Linked DNA regions of Mus musculus: all the other regions are linked to region 4. The links are chromatin contacts, called in public promoter capture Hi-C maps. All regions are on one chromosome and are shown on one strand. The core of a region is the stretch at or near the end of the contact, and the rest is flanking DNA. Distances in the headings are between cores, read along the strand shown.

Region 1 (2,700 bases), core at 91-2,590, 1.1 Mb after region 4:
AACTGAAACCAGTTTCATATGGGACATCCAGCCGATGGAAGGGGGTGAGTGGAGCAAGTTGGAGTGATTGAATGAAATTAATAAATTGTGGACTCTCTTACTAGGGTTTCTATTGCTGTAAAAAGACTTGTGACCATGGCAACCATTTAATTGGGGCTGGCTTACAGTTTCAGAGGTTAGTCCACTATCATCATGGCAGGAAGCATGGCAGCATGCAGGAAGGCATGGTGTTGGAGAAGGAACTGAGATTTCTACATCTTGATCAACAGGCAGCAAAAGGAGACTAATCCACACTAGGCTTGACTTGAGCATAGGAGACCTCAAATCCCTCCCCAAAAGTGACACACTTTCTCCAACAAAGCCACACATACTCTCACAAGGCCACCCTTCCTAATAGTGCCACTGCCTATGAGGCAAGCATTCACACACGTGAATCTATGGGGGCCATTCCTATTGAACCCACCACATGGACTTCGGGAATTTTCTCCAGAAACTGTTCATTCGCAGGCACAGCATCTGTCTTATAGGCCAGGCCAGCCTTGAACTCAAGAGGATACATCCTCCTGTCTCAGCTTTCTGATTGCTTTGGTGCAAATGTCAGCTAATACATCAAAGAACGTTTTCATCATGTCACAGTATAAAGAAGTCCCTATAGTAACTCTATAGCTGTTTGTTTGTAACAAGATCTCACTATGTAGCCTTAGTTGGCCTAGAACTCATAGACATCCACCTGTTTCCGTTTCTTAATTTCTGTGATTTAAAGGCCTGAGCCACCACGTTAGGCACTATTATCTTTCTTTTAAGATTTACTTTATGTGCGAGAGTTTTGTCTTCATGTATGTGCACCATGTGTGTGCTCCTGGTATTGCTGAGGTTAGAAGAACTATGTTGGGTCCCCTGAATCTAGAGTTAAACCGAGGACCTCTCCCAGATCAACAAATGCTCTTAACCTCTGAGCTGTCTCTCCAGCCCGGCTATTATGTTTATTACCAAAAAGGGAAACTGCCACCGTGAAACTGGGAAACAGTCACACAAGTTTTGGGGTCACGGCACACGAGCTTTAATCACCACATTTCCTTGGGGTGAGGGAAGCACTACTCTTTCTCGAGTGTGACCTTGCTCAAGTAGCACAACAATCAACGGTCACGACAGTGCTGAAAGGGAGAACTCACTACCGGGCGCAGTAGTATGGGGAAAGTCGGTTTATCAGCTGTCAGCGTCTGGAGGCTGGGCTGCTTGCTGCGCAGGCGCAGACCCGCTGTGCTTGGTTTCTACAGTTCCTCGGCCGGTGGTTGATTTACGGCGTCGCTCTGGAGATGTCGTGCTGCGGGCGTCCTTTACGGCAGGCGTCTGCGTCCTCCCGCAGCCGGCGGTCGGGAATTGCACCAGGGACCTGACAAGGGCACTGCAGAGGTGCGGTAGGCGCTGCTGTGTCCGCACAGCCAAGAAGTTTCGTTCAGGATTAGCTCCTTGACACATTTCCTCTCTCTGTGGGTGGCCCAGGTCTGGGCGTGTCCTCCTGCCTTCCCTTCACCCCGTAACTAGGTCGTCACCCCCACCCCCGGCCCTCCGGAGCAAATCCACCGTCTGCCGGACTCCTGCCTTGGCCTCCTTCCTACCCTGACATCCCGCTCCTTTTTGTTTTTGTTTTGAGACAGGGTTTCTCTGTGTAGGCTGGAATTCACTCTGTAGACCAAGCTGGCCTTGAACTCACAGAGAAGCATCTGCCTCTGTCTTCCAAGTGTTGAGATTAAAGGCGTGCACCACATCCTGATTTTGGTCCCCAGAGCCCTCTACTTTCTTCCTGTTGTGCACTTGGCTCAGCAGCCGCTCCAGAGCCTCTGTCCGTCCTCATTGTCATAACTTCTGTTGTCTATGTTTGTGTGTGTGTGTGTGTGTGTGTGTGTGTGTGTGTGTGTGTGTGTGAGAGAGAGAGAGAGAGAGAGAGAGAGAGAGAGAGAGAGAGAGAGCGAGAGAGAGAGCGATGTAGATCCTCCTCTGGGACTTTTTCTATTCTCCCAATGGCTTCCTCCCCCGAATTCTTACTCAGGTTCCCAGTGTGGGTCTCCAGTGCTTATGATGAGCCGTTTCCCCCATTTGCCTCTGACATACACAGTAAATGACTAAAAGAATGGGAGGGAGCTTTATAAATTAAATTCACCTAAATGTCCGCGTACAGGATGGTTTTGATGTGGGTGCTGCGCTTGCTTTCCATTCTTAAGCACATTTGTCGTTTGGGATTATTTTGTTCTATGTCAACTTTACTATGTATTTTCCATATGTTCTTTTTGCTTAATGTATGTCATATTCTACTGAGCACCAGAATCTATCCACTGCTTTATAGTTGTACGTGTAAGTTGTTTGAGATTTCCTGATTTTTTTTATTTTTTTACAAAATTTTAATTTGACTTGTTCATTTATTTTTAGCAGTTAACTAGCATCTGCTCGATTTTGCTCTCAAAACAAAAGCAGTAGGAAAAACATAGAAGTAAATAGACTGTTACAGTAATGGACGAAGTACTTTTGGGGGGGGGGGTTCGAGACAGGGTTTCTCTGTGTAGCCCTGGCTGTCCTGGAACTCACTTTGTAGACCAGGCTGGCCTCGAACTCAGAGATCTGCCTGCCTCTGTCTCCCAAGTGCTGGGATTAAAGTCATGTGCCACAACTGCCCGGTGGACAAAGTACTTTTTAAAGTTTTAA
Region 2 (2,700 bases), core at 190-2,689, 1.3 Mb before region 4:
GACCTGCTTGAGTTCCAGTCCTGACTTCCTTTGGTGATGAACAGCAGCATGGAAGTGTAAGCCGAATAAACCCTTTCCTCCCCAACTTGCTTCTTGGTCATGATGTTTGTGCAGGAATAGAAACCCTGACTAAGACAGTGTCCTAATCGGAGGGCCCCAACGTGTTCTGCCTAGGACTTGGTCTCCATTTAGACAGGAGTGGAAGGTTGTCGGCAATTTTGAGGAGAGACATACTAGACATATTTGCATTTTATAAAGCCCCACTAGACATATTTGCATTTTGTAAAGCCCCTGGTAGCAAGGCTGGGAATGAATGGAAGGGAGTGGTCCAGAGGGTTCTCTTGTCTGTTTACGTATGCACTTACACAAAATCAGACACACCATCTGAATGTGCCTGTTTAACATCAATGGAGGGGACATAAGCTGTTGGGAGGAAATCGAGCTTTCATTAGTGTTCAGTTGTCCTTTAGATAAATGTTTACTCCTCTGCCTACAAATACAATAGCCCAGCAAATTTGGTGAACAAAGTTGTTTGCTGAGAAGTAAGATAGACTGGCAGCGTGTTTTGGGTGGTCGTTTCTCTCTGCACTACACATGGCATAATTTTGCATTTTATAAGCCTTCCAAAAGTATTTTCACAATTGCAACCCCTTCCAACACTTGCAAAATCAAGAAGCATGTTTTCGTTCTTATCTATATTATTTTGGGGCCCTACATTTCTAGAAATGGCTTCTGAAATGAGCATGACCAGGCTTCTGCTTACGTAGGAGGACAGAGACGCGGGCGTCCCCATCTGTTTTGTGGGGGTTAACGGATGGTTATACCTGCCAAAAGTATCTTGTCAACTGTAACTACTTTTGGAAATAGACAGATTTCCAGAGACTGGGAAATCGAGGGCTCAGGCACTGTAAGTATGTCCAATGTATTAGGCTTCTCTGTGGGGAAATGCTCTTTTGGAGAATTAATTTGACTCCGGAGGGCTTCCAACTGCATGGGCTCTGCGTCTTTTGAGAAAGATACCCGGCTGTCAAAGAGAAGTGCGCAGAGGCATCGGTTTGGCTATTGGGATGAGGGGAAGGGGGTCAGGTGCCGGTCGGCCTGGGTATCAGGACGGAGGTTGGAGGGGGGCTGGTGCTAGGCTGCGGTTCTGTATAGGGACATTTAGTGCGGTGAGGAAGGGAACAGATCAAGGCTGCGGGGGCGTTACTTACCTTTGCGGGCCTTGTCTCCGGGGATGTTCTGGGCCCTCAGTCGCTGGTCTAGGACGTAAAGCATCTCCCCGCCCAAGTTCAAAAAGAGCAGCGGCAGAGTCCGAACCGACATAGTGCCGGAAACCCGCAGGGTAGATGAAGGAAGAACCCCAGGGTTTGTGATTTAGCAGCCTGGAGGCCCCTACGCGTCCATAGCCCGGTTGCTGGGGCAACGCCGGGAACAGAAAGGCGAACCAATCACATGGTGGATTGATAGGAGGTGGCCGAAGACCGGCGCTTATTGGGTTAAGTGACAAAGATCGCTTCAGGGGATTGGTTCAAACGGAGGCGCGCACCTTTGGCCTCCCGGGAGCGCTGGTTTTGAGTTTTCCAGTTTAGCTTTGGTGTCGCCGGGAGCGTTCCAGCCAGCCGCGCGTATCTGCCGTGGCCCAGCCATCGCACCGGAAACTAGGAAAATCAACCCCAGCGTCTTCGGAGTCGTTCGCCTAGAGTCGTCTAGCGTCCCGGTCCGCCATGGCCTGCTGTGCTGCGGGCAGATTTGTGAACTATCTCCCAGGGACGTGCAGAGGAACCAGTGAGGTCATGGCAAGCGCCACGAAGGCATTCTGAGTTATTATAATCCCTCATCTCGATTAGTTATATCATTTGTCTCCTTTCTAACCCCTCCTGGAAGCGATGTTACGCCGGATTTACTACTCAGTGAGGCAACCCAGCCCGGCCCTCCTAGCAACTTAAGTAGCACCCTCGCGTTTCTTCACCTACGGCTGGACCTTTTCAGACGATTCGTCATCAGTGTTTCTGCTAAGCACTTCTCTCTCCAGCCACAGCAATCTTGAGACTTGAGCTTTGGAACCTACATCCACCTCCTTTAATAATCAGCCACTTCCTCCTTTTCCTTGTAGAATCCTCGCATTCCTTAATTCCCCTTTCTGCATTCCTACGTTCCTCTGTGTCACTGCTCTGATGCTGTTGGACTAAATTTCAAAAGGCGCCGCTTACAAAACACAGCTCATTCCTTCAATGTCTTCCTTCCTGCTTGTGGCATCCTCCACGTCACACCTTCTAGTCGTTTTTCTTTCCTCCCAAGAGCCAAACTTTTTAAAATTGTCTAGTACAACTTGAACCTTTTTGTTTTGTTTTGAAACAGGGTTTCTCTGTGTTGTCCTGGCTGTCCTGGAACTTGCTCTGTAGACCAGGCTGGCTTCAAACTCGGAGATCCACCTGCTTCAGGCTCTGGGAGTGCTGTGACCCGGCACATGAGCTTAACACCTCAGCCCCACCTGTAATAAACATCTTTATCTTCTGGTGGGCCTTATGCATTTTGTTATCTGCCCAGCTTCCAACACTATCTCAAGTTTTGGCAGAACACGGTCCCTTTCAGAGTTTGCCTCTGTGTACTGTCAGACTGGATAGGGTCAAGACAGAGCAGCAAGGTGTGGCTGCACTTGCCTTTGATCCCAGCACTTTGTAAGCAGAGTCCAGCCTGGTC
Region 3 (2,700 bases), core at 97-2,596, 1.3 Mb before region 4:
GACGAATACAAATGACCCAAGGTCGGGCAACCAGAAAGCAGCGGCACCAGAATCTGAATTTAAGGAGTCCAGAGCAAGGTTGACACACACTTTTAATCCCAGGCTTTAAGGAGTGAGCCTCCAAAGCCTACGAATACTACACAGCACTAGGCTCTACAGGCAGGGCCCTTTTGTTATGAGAAAAATGAATGAATGAATGAATGAATGAATGGGGACTATCTCTGGCAGAGATAGTCTAATCCACAATCAAATAACAGGGCCTTTAAGGAGGAACTCACAACGTTGTTTATAAATAAGGGCTATAGGATTTTGCTCTTCCTTATCTCATGCAAAACTACTCAGCCGAGAGGGAAAGGCGCCCAGCCCAGCGTGACTACCCTCTTCCTCAATGATTCTCAAAACCAGCAAAGCCAACCGGTTTCCTCCAGTGACTTAAAACAGAGCAAAGTCTATCCTGCCACCGAAGGTGGCTGTCAGCTCTTCCTTCTGCCAACAACCTGGGGGAGTGGGGGTGGACGGAGAAGCCACCGGGAATCCGAAAGCTCCTACCCAAGATTGAAAGGTGGGGCCAAGCATCGTAGGAATGGGCGGGCCTGACCAGGATGGCAGGTGAAACACTGACCACAGCAAGCTCTCCCACGGTGAAGACCGGCCCAACGTGGATCTGGCAAGCAGGTTGCTGTGACTCGCACCTGAACGCCGCCCAGGATGTGAAAATTCCCCAGCAGCGATGGTGTTGGTGCCAACGGGTGAGGGCTCCAGGAGGAAAACCTTGGCTGGCTCTCCTTGGGGACTCGTTCTAACTTTCAAGTCACTCTCTAGGTCAGGAGAGAAGCATGGAGAGGAGGAGCGGGTCTCTCTGGGAGAAAAACTAGAGCGGGCCAAACGCCGGCTGCTTCGATGACTGGTTGAGTGGGTCTGGGCAAGGCGAGCAGTGCCCATTTCCCAGGGCTGCGGCAAAAGACCGAGGCTCCCGGCAGCCGACGCCCCCGCTGCCGGGAAGGACAGACCTCCAGTGGCGGAGGGGGAATTCACTATAGCCGTTCTGGTCGCGCCGGTCAGCTTCGGGCTGTCACCGGGGTCCCTCCGCCACGGTGGCCCGCCCCGCCAGCACGCAGCCCCCACCCGGCTCCGCGTCCCGGGACCCCGAACTCACCTTTCCCGGGGAATCAGCGCTCCTTGCCCATAGTCCGCAGCCCAGAGTCGGGGCTGCTCGGCGCTCCGTCCCGGGGGCCGGGGCCGGGCCGGGGGCGTGGGAGCCGCTCACCGCCGCCTCCCAGCGCAGCCGCCAGAGCTGCCGCCGCCGCCTCCCTCCATGGCTGCGGCGCCGCCACCTGACAACGGAAGTGACGCATAGGCTCTCGGCCCCGCCTCCCGCCCCCTCGCCTGAGTTTGGGGTTGGTGCGCCATCTTCAGGATGGGCGGAAGCCTTCAGGCAGGAAGCCCAGATAAGATCGCCAATTGGTTCTGGGTGGAGTCTGGGTCGAAATCTGTAAAGTGATTGGACAGTCAGGGGGCGGTACTTACCGCTAATCTACATCTACAGTGGGACTGGGACAGAGGCGCCGGTCCGCCTTGGCTCTGCAGAACCTCACCGACTTATGCTCTCCTTGCTGGGGTTGGGGACGTCTCTAAGTGGTTGCAAAACCCGCCAACTGCACTGCATTCTTTAGAAAAGTAGTCTTTCTTTGCTCCCCATTTCTCGGCTTCTGGAAATTTGTGTGGGAAAGTGCTGAAGTTGGGTACAAGAGAAGTCAAGAATTGGCTGTCGCTACTGTCACAATTCATTTCACTTTAGGCCCTTCAGAAACCCCAAAGATGGCCAAGTTCATCTTGGACATCCCTAGAGTCTTGTCCAGGGAGATTGCAGTGAAGAGTTCCAATGAACGACTTCAGCCGGCTGTCTACCTCACTCCCTCCTGCCAGTTTCCGTCCTTTCTCCTCCTTCAGCAGCCACGCCCTCCATGAATCAGCTTCTTGCACCAGCAGATGAGCCCTTTAAAGGGATTGCATCAGTCTGGTGACTCACTGGGGGCCCTCGAAAATCCTGGCTTCCGTCCACTGCCGTGTAGAAGCGGCCAGAAGGGCTCGGTGGCAGCAGTACCAGCGGCCATAGTCCCACTCCTTTGTCTCAGAGTTAACAAGTGTACTTGATGACACTCTTCCCTCCCCTGGGTCATTCTGGATCCACGTGTAGACACACGTGGACACGACTAAGCCCTGCTAGGACACCGAAGGCTGGTCTTCATAATGAAGTCCCAGCCTGAATCCTTTCTTAATGTCTTTGATTGGCTTGGTGGCCATTCAGCTGCAGATAATGCTGAATAACTAGTAATGATACCAGCTCCTAAGGCCCTGTCTTATGCAAAATGAGGCACTTTTAGAGACCTGTTAACAAATGCAGAAGGTAGCACTCAGAGAGAGAGGGTAACCTCTGCCGTGACACCCAGCTAATAATGGCTGGGCTGTGGTTTGAAGAAAGTTTCGTGGGTTCCAAAAAGGCTAGAGCTTGAATCCCCATTGTATCACTTACAAACTAGGTAATTCAGTGTAAATCCTGGCTGCCCAAGTGGGGATAACACATTACACCAACCATGGGAGGACCCAAGGAGTTTCACATCCAGCTAACCACACCCTATAGATGCCCACTGGTCTCAGTCGGGGAACCTCTAGGAGGCACGTGACTCAAAGGCAGGCATC
Region 4 (2,700 bases), core at 123-2,622:
TAAAGATGGATCTATGAAGCTAAGGAGGATAAAAGAGCAAACAGGTGGCTGTTTAAAGAAAGAGTGGCTACAAACCTTCAGTGAGGTGCTCCCGTCCCAATGCCCTCCCTCCCCGCAAACACACCGTGAGGCAGTGCCACGGCCTCATGTAGTTGGTGGTGCAGAAACAACACTCTGAACATAACCACCTCCAAACCCTCCTTTTGCCCTTTACTGCTTGGACAACCTATCCGTGCCTGCTTTTCTACAGTGGGACCAGGGCTTCCTGTTTCATACAGAAAGAGAAACTGCAGGTAAAGAAAAAGGGTGGCTTCCTTCTGTCATTTCTAGAACACATCAGGTGGAGGGGCTAAACCCTAATAAGGAGTAGCTGATGCAAATCACTTTAATTATTTATATCGTAAAACATGATCTGGACCAGAGAGTACACTTGTACAGAGTGACTAGGCTTTCTGACCCGAAAGGCTGACTTAACATAAGCAATACTGACACGAGCAGCTCAGGAAATATCAGCAAAATGAATGACAGACATGCAGACGGTCTCTTTTTGAAGATAGCCTCTTGAGGAAATTACCAAATTTGAAGCTTTCATGGTCTGGAATGGTGATTCCTCCTTCACCCGAAAACACACAGGTTCTACAAATGTGGGTTTGGCAGACACAAAAGGAGAATTTAAAATAACCAGCACATCACTTAGTTCTCAACCTGGTTCTGCACTTTCTCTTCAGCTCAAGAGTCGGCAAAGTGAGCCTTTACTAGCCGGAGTGACAAGCAGGCGAGGTAGTTACCAGGCACAGGTCAAGGGATCTAATCTGAGAGGAACCAGCCCGAACCTTTGCTTACGCAACCCCAGAAATACACGTTTCTCGGTGTCTGAGAGGAGAGATAAGAGACCCGGTGGGCTGCCCCGGGAAACGCAGAGACCAACTTTCTGTAACAAGACCAGGAGGTGTGAGGGTGGCCGAGGACTGCGAACCCAGCACCTCTGAGAGACTAGCATGAGGACCCTGACCGGGAAAGCACCCCTAGTCCAGGGCTACAGAGAAAAACCCCGAGGCAGTCTGGGGGCTACGAGCTGGGCTAAGAGGGGCAGGGTCCGGGTCTCCATGGAAACAGAGAAGGGGGGCTGGATACCCATCCCCATGGAAACGGAGGAGGGGTGGGGTCCCTCGGGTGAGTGGAATGAAGTCTCAGCCGGGAATGGCTACGGCAGGGAGCCCCAGTCCCGCACCCCCCGGATAGTTCCAGCCCCAGCCGAGTCCAGCCTCTGCTTTTACCTCCGCGGCTCCCGGCAACGGCGGCAGCAGCAGCTTCTCCCCTCCCAAGCGGCACCATGATTGCCCCCACCTGTCCCTAGCGTCACTTCCGCTTCCGCTTTCCGGAGGAAGGAGAGGCCCGGGGAGCCCTGGGCCTGCTGCTGTTCGTGATTGGCTTCTACTCTCCAGGGGGCTGAGACCGCGCCTCTCCCCAGCGGGCTGTGGGCGGAGCGAGTGGAGTCTGGCGCTCCGGTGCCGCACCGGGAAGCTGACCATAGAGAGCGGGCTGTTTCGAGCGCGGGAGGATACGCGACATCAGCGGTGAAGTCGAGGTGTTCTCAGCCCCAGCTGCGTCCACAGCTGCAGCAAGAAGGCTGCAGTCAGCCGCCGCCTTCCAGATGCGTAGGCCAGCCCACGGCATCCCTCTCCTCGCCCCACTGTACCCACGCAGCATAGTTCACCTGGCTGAGGCTCCCCCCCAGGACCGGAACGCTGAGCAGAGCCCTCCAGAAACTTCTCGTTCTCACGCGCCCGCGGGAGCTAGCGGTTCCAACCTTCCTTAAGGAGGGTTTTTGCTCTAGAAAGGGTCAGCGCCACCTACTGGCCAGTCCCCTGTCAGCTCTTAACACTTATCCTACCCACCCTTGAAATCCACTCGGTGGTAGCAATATTTCAAAGCCCAAGAAGATACTTTTCTCGTGTTTCTATTATATTCCTGTATATGTAATTTTTAGACTCTCACATAAGCTAATGCTTATTTACCCCATGAACGACTTCTCTCGAATGTTTACGTTGGAGCAGTGCTCTTAGAGGCTAGATCAGGGTTCAGGCCCAAACTGCTGTGCCATTCCCTCTGAGTAAGGTTGAATAAGTGACTCTGGCGCACCAGCATGCCACAGATCAGCTGCTCTGTTCTTAAGCCACAAAGGACTAGCTGCCAGGAACTACCATCTCTTGAGAGAGGAGGATTGGGGAAGAGAAGACCAACTGACTGCTCTGACCTTAGAGTTCTTTTGAAACCAGAACCCACATTAGATGGCTCACATCCAGCTTCAGAGAGATCTGAGCCTCTGGCCTCTCCTAGCACATTCACACATGCATGTACCACCACCACCACACACATACACATAACTAAAAAAAGAGAGAACCATAGTCACCATTAAAAATACATTTTCATTAAAATATATTACATATATGAGAGGTGCTGCATTATATACAGTTGGGAGGACTGAATATCCTACAAAATCCCACTTGTTTCACCAGAACCCCCTTTCTTCAGTGCTCTTGGGGGCGACTGAGAGGCCTTGGAGTTGAGCAGAAAGGGAACAGGTGCCCTATGCATGAACATGTTTGCGGCTTGGACAGTGGAAGCATCTGGATGGCTAAAAGTTGTTTATCCAGGAACCTCTAAGCAGAGTCCTGCCGCCCCAAGCCATTCTCCTTC

The links. Promoter capture Hi-C pulls out the DNA fragments that hold promoters and counts their contacts.
Region 1: a contact with region 4 is called in a promoter capture Hi-C map of liver, with 6 times the contacts expected there. The contact joins the promoter of Ndufs5 here to the promoter of Mtf1 in region 4. A contact is called at or near these places in 4 of 39 promoter capture datasets (hippocampal neurons, liver, neutrophils and 1 more) and 1 of 484 Hi-C or Micro-C datasets (B cells).
Region 2: a promoter capture Hi-C map of pre-B cells shows a contact between it and region 4, with 2.7 times the contacts expected there. The contact joins the promoter of Oscp1 here to the promoter of Mtf1 in region 4. A contact is called at or near these places in 12 of 39 promoter capture datasets (the 3T3-L1 cell line, 3T3-L1-derived adipocytes, the C10 cell line and 7 more) and 1 of 115 datasets of contacts at active chromatin or transcription factors (large pre-B cells).
Region 3: a contact with region 4 is called in a promoter capture Hi-C map of pre-B cells, with 2.9 times the contacts expected there. The contact joins the promoter of Stk40 here to the promoter of Mtf1 in region 4. A contact is called at or near these places in 3 of 39 promoter capture datasets (3T3-L1-derived adipocytes, liver and pre-B cells), 1 of 484 Hi-C or Micro-C datasets (B cells) and 1 of 115 datasets of contacts at active chromatin or transcription factors (extraembryonic endoderm stem cells).

The regions. Positions count from the first base shown.
Region 1 is chr4:123,716,826-123,719,525 of GRCm38.p6, reverse strand. Ndufs5 (NADH:ubiquinone oxidoreductase core subunit S5) reads left to right here and starts at 1,340. Exons shown (of 3, transcript NM_001030274.1): 1 at 1,340-1,413.
Region 2 is chr4:126,057,304-126,060,003 of GRCm38.p6, reverse strand. It overlaps Oscp1 (organic solute carrier partner 1), which reads right to left and starts at 1,439. Exons shown (of 10, transcript NM_172701.3): 1 at 1,212-1,439. The coding sequence starts at 1,323.
Region 3 is chr4:126,102,603-126,105,302 of GRCm38.p6, reverse strand. Stk40 (serine/threonine kinase 40) reads right to left here and starts at 1,346. Exons shown (of 11, transcript NM_028800.3): 1 at 1,157-1,346.
Region 4 is chr4:124,801,221-124,803,920 of GRCm38.p6, reverse strand. Mtf1 (metal response element binding transcription factor 1) reads right to left here and starts at 1,372. Exons shown (of 11, transcript NM_008636.4): 1 at 1,278-1,372. It overlaps Inpp5b (inositol polyphosphate-5-phosphatase B), which reads right to left. Exons shown (of 24, transcript NM_008385.4): 24 at 2,410-2,700.